Linked DNA regions of Callithrix jacchus: region 1 is linked to region 2. Evidence: chromatin contacts called from public Hi-C data. All regions are on one chromosome and are shown on one strand. Each heading gives the region's core, a stretch centred on a gene start, on an enhancer-like site or on the middle of the called end of the contact. The rest is flanking DNA. Distances are from core to core; before and after follow the strand shown.

Region 1 (4,691 bases), core at 1,556-4,055, 390 kb after region 2:
TCTTCTTTTCCCCATTTCTCACCCTGAGAATCAAGAGTGCAGTTGTGGGTACATAGGAGGCTCGTATCACAGGCCTTCCATGTAAGAGACTGACCTGGGTCGGGTGTGGTCTGATGTCTGCTTGGGCCTTGATTCAGTCCTCCCTCATAATGGCTTAATAAGACATACTTCTCTTTTATCTCAGTAGAGTGGCAGCATTTTGCAATGGGATAGGATCAAGTGAACAAAGAACAAGGACAGTTGCTTGTTTCTCATGAGCTTCTACCACCTAGGGGTGTCTTTCTGAGTAGAAAGACTCTTTGGTCTTCCTCCCCTTACCTAGTCTGTACCTGTGATTTGGCATACTGAAATAGATATGAGAAATGCTGTTTCCCATGAGATACATTCTTTTATCTCTTTTAGAGAGTTGCAGAATTAGTCGATTTATTATAGTTTTGCATTATGTTGCACAATATTTATATGCCTAGAGAATTGCTATTATCAAACTAATGGACTTCAGGAAAGTTTGGCCCCAAAGAATGGAGGCCACATAGGATGGAGGTTTTTGAAATGACATAAAGTATCTGGCTTCCTTCTCCAACATTGTTTTAACTAACTGGGTACAGGTGTAGACCCACTGCCTCTCCCATGCTCAGCCCCAAGACAGACACCTGGGAGAGCTGTGAGGCTAGCACAGATCCCATCCCTTTCATGACAGTGCATTTTAAATTGTAAAGGACGATGCATACCAGCTTTCCCTATCCCCTTTAGCACACCCCATCCTGCAGTGCGACCAGATGGACAGCCCATGACATAGAGAAGGAAGCTCACCAGCATACTGTGTAACCAATTCCTTTATGGAACACAGCCTTTCTAGGTAGTGTTCTGGAAAATTAGCTCCAGCTCTCCGCCTTCGTGCCCTTTTTGAGAAGTCACGGCTTGCATTTAACCTTTGTTGAAGAAGTCAACACATATCACTGTGTGTGCAAAGCATCTCCCTGGTTTTTTTCCTTTTAAAATACTCCCCTCAATTTTCTCCATCCCTCACTGACATTTTTATTGCCAGGCTTTGGTTTGGAAAATTATGGATAGGGAAAGTTCAAGGGCAGGATGTTCAGAACGGCCCTGCACATCTGTGAAGGGAACATGACAGGAGAGCCAGCAGCTGTTGAAAGAATGAAATGTCAGATGGTGGAGGAGCTGAGCCCACTGAGGGATGGTGGGAGAGGAGATGCCTTAAGGGCAAAGAGGCTATAAATAACTCCAGTGGGAAGTCCTTGTCCCCCTTCAGATTTTACCCTTTAATAGCAACACTTGGTTCTCTGATATGAGAGTAACTCTAACTCAGTCTTCCTAGCTCATCTAGCCTTCCACATTGCCATTTGTTCATGAATCGAATGAAAGCCTGGTAGAGAAGACAGGTGGAGAGTATGCCAAGGAAGAGAGTCGACTTCTATATACGTCCTTGTCTCCATTGGGTAGATTTTGAGGGCAGGATCTGTTCTTTGGTTGTCAAACAGATTGGTTTTATTTATGTCAAAGTTCAGAGCATTAGCGCCCTTCCTCCTTCTCCCTTCTACATTGGTGAGGAAATCCTGTGTCCTTGCTTATTTCTCATTGCACAAGGGGTACCTAGGCATTGTGGGCAATGACATCTAGAAGCATTAAGGGAACTCCTTATCTTTGGCATTTCATTGGGCAAATCAAGGACTATGCTGGGAGAGGGAGGAAGGACTGGGCTGAACCTTTCAGGTCTGCTACAAAAGACAACTGTAGAATACAATGTTAGAGTGAAAGAAGTCCTGGAGCCCAACTGTTGCCACTGTTCCTGTGTCTCAGCATCCTTTCCTGAGGAATGAGGGTGAGGGAGCTCCTCAAGGTCACCTGACAAGCTGGGGGACAGAGCTGGAACCAGAAGACAGAGCTCTTCTCTCCCAATCCTTTTCTACTTGATCTCCTGGGTTCTTTCTACTAAATACAAATATGAATAAAGACATAATAACCTACATATTGAATAGCAAAGCATATATTGTCTTTTTATGCCAATTCAGCACTTCCAGGCCCTTGTCATGGGGCAAGCTTTAGGGCCATGGGAAAGAACAAACATAATCCCAGGTGGAAAAGATAAAATCCAGCCAGGTGGCTGCATGGGATTAGTTTATTTCATCCTCATTGATAAGAGACTTTGAATTCCTTGATTTCATGATCCTACTACTTTCTCTCTCTCTCTCTCTCTCTCTCTCTCTCTCTCTCTCTCTCTCTCTCTCTCTCTCTCTCCATTCCCACAGTCTCACTCTCTTTTTCTGTACTATTTCAGCATGGAGGTGGGGACAGGTAAGAGTTAAGAGTTCAGCTCCATTATGGAAGGGTACAGGGCTGCAGATATTGAAGAGCTGAACACATTGTTTGAAATTCGTTATGCATAACTTCTGAGGACGTTTTATCCAACTGCTCATTTGTTTCCCCTGTGGAAATACTATCTGATAACTATGTCTATACATCTCTATCTATTCTGCTCTCCAAAATTTATTCCCTTCGTGCTACTCTCCAGAAGTTAAAAAGAATGCTTTGGACAATCTGGTACTCTCTTAGCCCTCTCTTACTCTTTTTAAAAGAATAATTGTTTCAGGGCAAATGAAGAAAATGCATTCCCTTTCAGACATACTACTTACTTCTGTCCTCTGCAACAAGCCTGAGTTTATACCACCAGAGGGCTGTATCTTCTCCCTGTCACATGGCACCAGTCTTCTCCCTAAAGTCACAGGCAGATATGCATTCAGAGACTGCTTAGAGATCAGGATAGGAGCCAGCTGGAGCGAAATGTTATAGCTCAGAACAGTTTAATCCAAACACAAGGGCAGTGCTTGTGCCTAACACAACTGTGACAGGGGCAGGGGGGTGGTGTGCAGAGCGGTGGCAGCTTTTACAGCTTTATCATGGAGTTCATGGGCTGGAGGAGATGTGACCTCTTCCTTGTCTTTTACCCCTTGTCTTTTGACCTGACAGCCTGACACTTGTAGCTTTGGGAAGACCCTGGTTGGTGATGAGTCATTTGTGGCTTAAAAATAGAACTCTCAAAGCAATGATGCCCTTGGGACTTTTTGATGCATACATCTTTGTTCATAGAATTTGGAGGGGAGAGAGAGAGAAAGAGACAGAGACAGAGAGAGAGAGAGAGAGAGAGAGAGGAGAGAGAGGAGAGAGAGGAAAGAGAGTGAGTGTGTGTGTAGGAAACATCATGTCCTGCCAAGAAATTAAGTGGTGAAGCAGACCATGGGGGAATTGGCCATTAGGCTCATCACAGTAACAGAGATGAGACTGACAGCTGTCTGTACCTGTGGCCTTAAAGGTACCAATCAGGTAATAGCTCTCCACTGAGTACCAACTGTGTATAAGGCATTTTGCTAGGTACTGGGGGATTTTGAGTACTTATGTATAAAGTTAGATCTTTTCCATTAAGATATTTAAATGATGCATATTTTTACAAGAGGCAGGAAGTCCAGCCATATATACAAGAAAAATAAGATAACAAAACAAGAACAAGTAAAGCATCACTAAGCAGTATATCAATTACTAATATGAGCATTGCAAACCATAAGTGCTGAAGGTTGAGGGGTTGAAAAGATAGCTGGATACTATAAAATGTTTTGGCTCTAGGGGAGATTTTGAGTTGAATAGGCAGAACACTCAGTCTGCCCCCAACTCTAAGAGTCCACAAGAGGAGACTCTCACTGTGGCCTGCACTCGGGCTTTGTGATTTTCTATATACACTAAGTCAAGCAAAACCTTGCCTTGAAATCAGCCACTGAGATTAGGGATTGAGAATGCTTCAGGGGTGGCATAAAATAATCAGAGAAGTAGACTCTATCCAGTGGCAGTAATACCTGCTGTCCAATTGTAGGTGATTAAGACATTTGGAAATTTTTATTTGGAAATTTCCAGAAGTATCTGAAAGGCATCCAAGCCATCTTCTTGAAACAGGTCAGTGTGTGATGTGCTTTACAGGGGCCTTGTTCTGAACTTGTTACGTGCAGAGCATCACAAGGGTGTGATGGGGAGGAAAGCTGGCAGTAAAATGAGCTTGTGCTGCTCGCAAACAGGCCACAGTGTGGACATGGATGTTGGTCTGAAGACCAGCATTTGCCCCCAGCTCCGTGTTGCGATTTCCATGGGCTCTAGGTATGTAGGCCTCGTCGAGCCAATTCTTCCCTAAGAATATTAAAAGTTTTATTTTGTGGCTGCATTCATCTAAGGATGAATATAAACCAGGCTGGATTTATTATTGTTTTTAGAGACACAGTCTCACTCTGTCACTCAGGCTGTAGTGTAACTGGCATGATCATAGCTCGCTCTAACCTTGACCTCCTTGGCTCAAGCTATCTTTTGGTCTCAGCCTCCTGAGTAGTTGGGATTACAGGAATGTACCACCACGGCTGGCTTTTTTTTTTTCTTTTTTCTTTTTTGAGAAAGAGTCTCACTCTGTTGCCCAGATTGGAGTGCAATCATGGCTCACTGCAACTTCTGGCTGCAGCGCTCAAGTAATCTTCCTGCTTCAGCTTTCAGAGTAGCTGGGACTACAGGTGGGCACCATCATGCCCAGCTAATTAAAAAAAATTTTTCGTGTAGAGATGGGGTCTCACTGTGTTGCCCAGACTGGTTTCAAGCTCCCATGCTCAAGCAACCCTCCCACCTAAGTCTCCCAAAGTATTGAG
Region 2 (5,425 bases), core at 2,489-4,988:
TAATCCCTGTAGTTTTTTCCAGCAGGGTTTTCCTCTTTGGAATTTTCATATCTTATATTTCAGACCGTTAAACTAAGCCCCTTTTTTGAACATTCATGAAATGATGTCATGGGCCAGGAAAATCCACCAGAGGGCGATATATCATTTAAAGAGTCACCACCTGGCTTCTCCATCGCAAAATCACCAAGATTGATGTCAGAGTATTGGAACTGGGTCCAGCTTGGAGGAAAAGAAAATCCATTGCACAGTAATTGTGAGGCTGGGCCAACTTTTCAGTAAATAACCTTTCTTGTTCTCCTTGGCTTTTATTTTAGTCACTCTGCTTTTTTAGTATGTATGTTTATGCAATTCCTTTTATTTCTTTTAAATCAGGATTGTTTAGATCAGAATACTTAAACTTGAAACCTCTGATTTGCTTTGAGAGCTGCCATAGACACACATGCACATGGTACACAGGTTGCCTTCCTTTCTAGGAAGCTTTTAATTGCATTTAGAAATAAAAATAAGTGGCTCACAGTGTTTTCAGAACAGAGGGTGAAGTTTCTACTTTTGTTGGGGCTTTCAGTTCTTGTGCAACAGATGTCAATTTCCAGCCTGCAGACACTCCCACATTAGGGGAAGATGTGCTGGGCTAATAGTGCTTCTCTACACCTTTCCCATTTCCAAGGCTGTCCAGGGATTGGCAAGACAAGGAGTGGGCATGTTGGGTAGTCAGAGAGCCCATTCAGGCTGGAGGGGCTCTGCTGTGCCCTGGACTCTGGCCATAGCCTGGTTGTGGACATGCTGTGAACAGCATGGCATGGGGGCATGTGCCCATGCAAGTATGAGCTCAGGGGTCAGAAGATGTAGTTAAACTTTGGCTGTCCATTTTTTGAATTATAGTAATGACAGCCAAGATCTGTATGATGTTTTCTTTTTTTTTTTCGAGACACAGTTTCACTCTGTCACCCAGGCTGGAGTGCAGTGGTGCTCACTGCAACCTCCGCCTCCTAGGTTAAAGCGATTCTCATGCCTCAGCCTCCCAAGTAGCTAGGATTACAGGCATGTGATACCATGCCCAGTTAATTTTTGTATTATTAGCAGAGATGGGGTTTTACCCTTTTGGCCAGGCTTGTCTCAAACTCCTGACCTCAGGTTATCAACCTGTCTCAATCCCCCAAAGTGGTGGGATTACAGGCGTGAGCCACCACACCCAGCCTTTTTTTTTCATCCTCACACATAACCCTTAGAGGTAGGCAGGGCAGTTTCTGGTTTTATTTTGATTGTATAAATAAGAAACACATCATATCAAAGATACCTACGTTTCCTTTTAAGTTTGAGATTCCATTTTGTCTGTGCAGAGGCTTTTCCTCGATTGGTAATGCCAGGTGCCAAGTTTTCTGGAAGTGGTGCAAAACTTTGTTAACAATGTGGAAATGGCCAGAGAGAACTGGGCAAAGGTCTGGCAATGTCTGTTTCTGGTGGATGGTGGCACTCTCTCAGTGCCTACCAGCTAGGCCATTCAGGGAGGTGGTGAGAGACTGGGGATTGTAGGAAGGGGGAAAACACTGACTTCAACAATGTTCTCTGATGAATCCTGAGCCGAGATCTTGGATAGTGTAGAAGTTGCTAAGAGCTTCAATCAGCAGAGGCAGGGGTGATGAAGGAAGCAGAAGCAGCAGCCCCCATCTGAGGGGCCTCCCAACACCCTCTCCAAAGATGCTGAGGTGATGAAGGTGATGAAGGAGGAGAAAAAGCTATGGATTCTGCAGCTTGCTAAGAGCTTCAATCAGCAGAGGCAGGGGTGATGAAGGAAGCAGAAGCAGCAGCCCCCATCTGAGGGGCCTCCCAACACCCTCTCCAAAGATGCTGAGGTGATGAAGGTGATGAAGGAGGAGAAAAAGCTATGGATTCTGCAGCTGGGGTTACAGAAGCCAAAGCCATCAGCTGCTTACCAGTAGCTACAGACTAGCATTTCAGGGGAATCCAGGCTGTAGGGGATGTCTGAAAAGGCCCTACATCTTCTGTTTTGCAAAATTTCAATTGTTTGGGTAAGGGAATCCATTCTGGAGGTTTCATATCCCACTGAGGAGACAGCCCTATCCTTTGCTACTCTTTGTATGTTCTGAGTGCCTTATTTTTAAATTTCGAATCTTGGCCTTGATTTAAGGAATGTCCTTAACTTTCTTGGCATATGATATGGTACAAAGACAGCAAAGTACAGCCACTGAGAAGGCTAATAAATAAAGGAACCTCAATGCCACAGTCACCTTCTTGTGCATCCCCACAGCACTCCTGGGTCCAGCTCCCTCAGCCCTAGGGCCTCTGCATGCTTGGGACTGGTGTGGCAGGGATGCATTTAGAGTGGCTGAACACAGAGGCCAAGGTTGGAGGTACTATGGGACGGTACAGAGAGGAGGCTCACACAATTCCATTTTCTGGAGAACACTCTCTGCAGCTCCCTCCTACATATACTGCTTTTTGAGAACTAAGTACTCAAGAACTCTTACCTCATTCCATTTTCTCCTTCGACTTGTGCCTTGACTCTTAGTGGAAGTGTACCCTAAACCCAATGAATGCATTCTGAATCAAGCAAGAGGGAGGCTTCAAACATTGTCTTCAGCCTCTTTGCCAAGCTCAGCCTCCCTTGCCGCTCTTCCTTCCAGAGACCTCCAAGGACAAGGGCAGAGCTGATCAGACTCCGAGGAGACAGCTGCAGGTGTAAAGCTAAGGATGCTAACTTGGGCCTTTTCCACGGGAAGAGCTGAAAGGAACCTGAGAATTCCAGTTAGGCCTAAACTAAAGAGCTGGAAACTTTGGGGAAACCACTGCAGCAATGAGGGGAGAGCGTGATCATCTTCAATTTAATCAGCGCTGGGAAAACTTGTGGTCCAGCTGGTAGCACGAGGAGGGACAGTGTCCAGGGGGTGCAAAATTTCTGCAAGTGTCGGAAGGGGGATTCCCCGGGTGGTGTACTGAGAGAGGCTAAGGAACAAACACGGACTTCTTCATCTTAAGTGGGAAAAGGGAAGACCCTAAATAGGGAGCAGTGAGCTGGAATGAAGCCTGAAGTCCCCCTTCCCCCATCTGTCCTCCTCACATGATGGATGAAGTCCGGGACTATACAAGAGGAAAGCAACCCTTTAGGGAACTCTGTTGTCTATCCGGCCTGCACGACCCCAGCCAGCTCGCCCTGATGATCTCTGCCTACTCTCTATTGGGCAGCCTTTGTCGCTAATAAAGGAAAAGGAGAAAACCACCTGCTGCTGTCAGAGGCCACAGACCACCCGCCGGCCTCCCTGACCCTGCCCTCCAACCACACGCGGGACACTGGGCACATAGGAAGCAGGGAGAAGAGCGAAGTAGGGGTGGGTAGCTGTGTGTATCCTGGCGTAGGGTCCTCCTCACTCCCGAAGCCCGAAAGTTCTGGGGCGCTCAGCCTGTGGAATCTAGTTGACATATGGCCACTCCTTCCCTCCCCTCTGGGGCTCTTTGGGAAAAAACGGCCTGCCCAGGGCGCCCCGCCATCCTCCTGGGGTACCCCACCGCGCTCGGTTGGGGGCGCAGCACTTTGGAGAGAGGCGTCTGGCCCTGCACCTGGGCTGGGGGCGCTCTACCTTGCGCCCTGGGAGTCTGGGGAGCCTGTCAGGCAGCTGCGGTGGGGCCCTGCCCGCCCGTGCCCAGTCCGGAGCCCAGGCGAACTAGCGCGGCGAGCCTCTTCCCCTCCCGCCTCGGGCGTCCAGAGCCCGCGCCCGCTCCAGTTGCTGCAGCTGCAGCTGCTGGCGGCTGAGGGGAGCGCGGGGCGCGCGCCGAAGAGGCTCTGGCGGCAAGGACGGGGACGAGGAGGAGTCGGAGGCGGCGAGGAGGAAGAGCGAGCCGAGGCCGAGGACGCTTGCCAGCGTGGCGACAGGACTCGGGGGTCCCGGGAGCATGGGCTAGCAGGCGGCCACGGCCCGGCGGCCGGACGCGGTGAACCTGCCGCGGCCGGGCGCGCACTGGGGCGGCAAGCCAGAGCCGAGAGCAGCCCGGGGGAGGAGGGCTGGGGTGGGGGCGCCCGGGCTGAGGGGGCCGATTATCCATTATTAACGAGTTGCCGCCTAATAAGCCTAGAGCGGCTCGTTAGCCTTGCGGGAGGCGCGCGGGGAAGGGGGGTCCCCGGCCGGAGCGCAGCGCACACCAGTGGCGCACAGCAGGCGGCGCGGCGCCGAGGACACCCGGGCCCGCGCGAGGAGCCAGGGCGGGCCCGGGGGCGGCGCAGACCCCGGGCGCGGGCGGCCCGCGGCGCCCCCTGGCTCTCGGCGCTCGGGGCCAGCGCAACCCGGGGCTAGCGGGGCGCGGGCCGGGGAGGGGGAGCTGCCCGCGCGCTCCATCCCCCTCCCCCCCGGGCGGGCCGGCGGCCGGGGGGAGGGCGGGCGGCGGCGGCTCGCTGTATATATCTCGGCGCACCCCGCCAGGTCGCGCACAGCGCCCCGAGCCCAGGCGCCTCCCCGCCCCCCTCCCGCGCTCCGCGGCGGCAGCGGCGGCAGCAGTAGCAGCAATATGGCTGTTGATGGGTGTTCGGGGTGGCGCTGGCGGCGGGAGGAGCTCCCCCGAGCCCCTGCGCCGGCTGCCCGTTGCTAGCTATGGCAAATGGTGGCGGCGGCGGCGGCGGCAACAGCGGCGGCGGCGGCGGCGGCGGAGGCAGCAGTCTTAGAATGAGTAGCAATATCCACGCGAACCATCTCAGCCTAGACGCGTCCTCCTCCTCCTCTTCCTCTTCTTCTTCCTCCTCCTCTTCCTCCTCGTCCTCGGTCCACGAGCCCAAGATGGATGCGCTCATCATCCCGGTGACCATGGAGGTGCCGTGCGACAGCCGGGGCCAACGCATGTGGTGGGCTTTCCTAGCCTCCTCCATGGTGACTTTCTTCGGGGGCCTTTTCATCATCTTGCTCTGGCGGACGCTCAAGTACCTGTGGACCGTGTGCTGCCACTGCGGGGGCAAGACGAAGGTAACGCGCGCCCCGGGCGCCCGCCCTCTGCGCCAGCTCCGCCGTTTCTCGGCTTCCCCTGCAGCCCACCTCCTCGCTCGGTGCCGCGCCGTGCCTCCCTTCATCCCGCCTGCCTTCCCCCGGCCGCCTTCCCTTTCCTCCGCTCTCCCGGTGCTCTCGGATCCGGGCAGCGGGCGGCGCGCCGAGGGTGAGGAGTTGCCCCCAGCCAGTGCGCTCCCGGACGCGGATGCCCAATCCTGTCTTCTTGTTTATTGTAGGGTTGTTGGCTGCGGCTGGGGCAGGGGTGGGGGACCCTCGGGCTCGGGTGCCGTGGTGCGGGGTGGGGAGAGCCAACCCCGCTTGGACGGAGGAAGCTGGGGGCCGCTGGGTGCGTGTTCTGCACCGCTCACCTGTCGGGTCACGGCTCCTGTCGGTGGGCGAGAGGGAGCACATCCGCCCATACTTTAGGAACCTGTTGG

Evidence for each region. Hi-C and Micro-C count contacts between places; a contact is called where the count stands out from the background.
Region 1: a contact with region 2 is called in a Hi-C map of skeletal muscle, with 4 times the contacts expected there. The contact joins the enhancer-like site here to the promoter of KCNMA1 in region 2. A contact is called at or near these places in 2 of 3 Hi-C or Micro-C datasets (both in skeletal muscle).

Annotation. Positions count from the first base shown.
Region 1 is chr12:52,940,351-52,945,041 of calJac240_pri, forward strand. The region is part of intron 3 of KCNMA1 (potassium calcium-activated channel subfamily M alpha 1); the gene reads left to right. Among named protein-coding and RNA genes, the nearest start is that of KCNMA1, 390 kb to the left of the region's middle. Within about 2 kb of position 2,806, at least 1 of the 16 cell types and tissues checked has an H3K27ac peak or open chromatin away from gene starts, as enhancers often do. A contact at or near this core is called in skeletal muscle, where this site is marked.
Region 2 is chr12:52,545,428-52,550,852 of calJac240_pri, forward strand. KCNMA1 (potassium calcium-activated channel subfamily M alpha 1) reads left to right here and starts at 3,739. Exons shown (of 29, transcript XM_078345518.1): 1 at 3,739-4,967. The coding sequence starts at 4,602.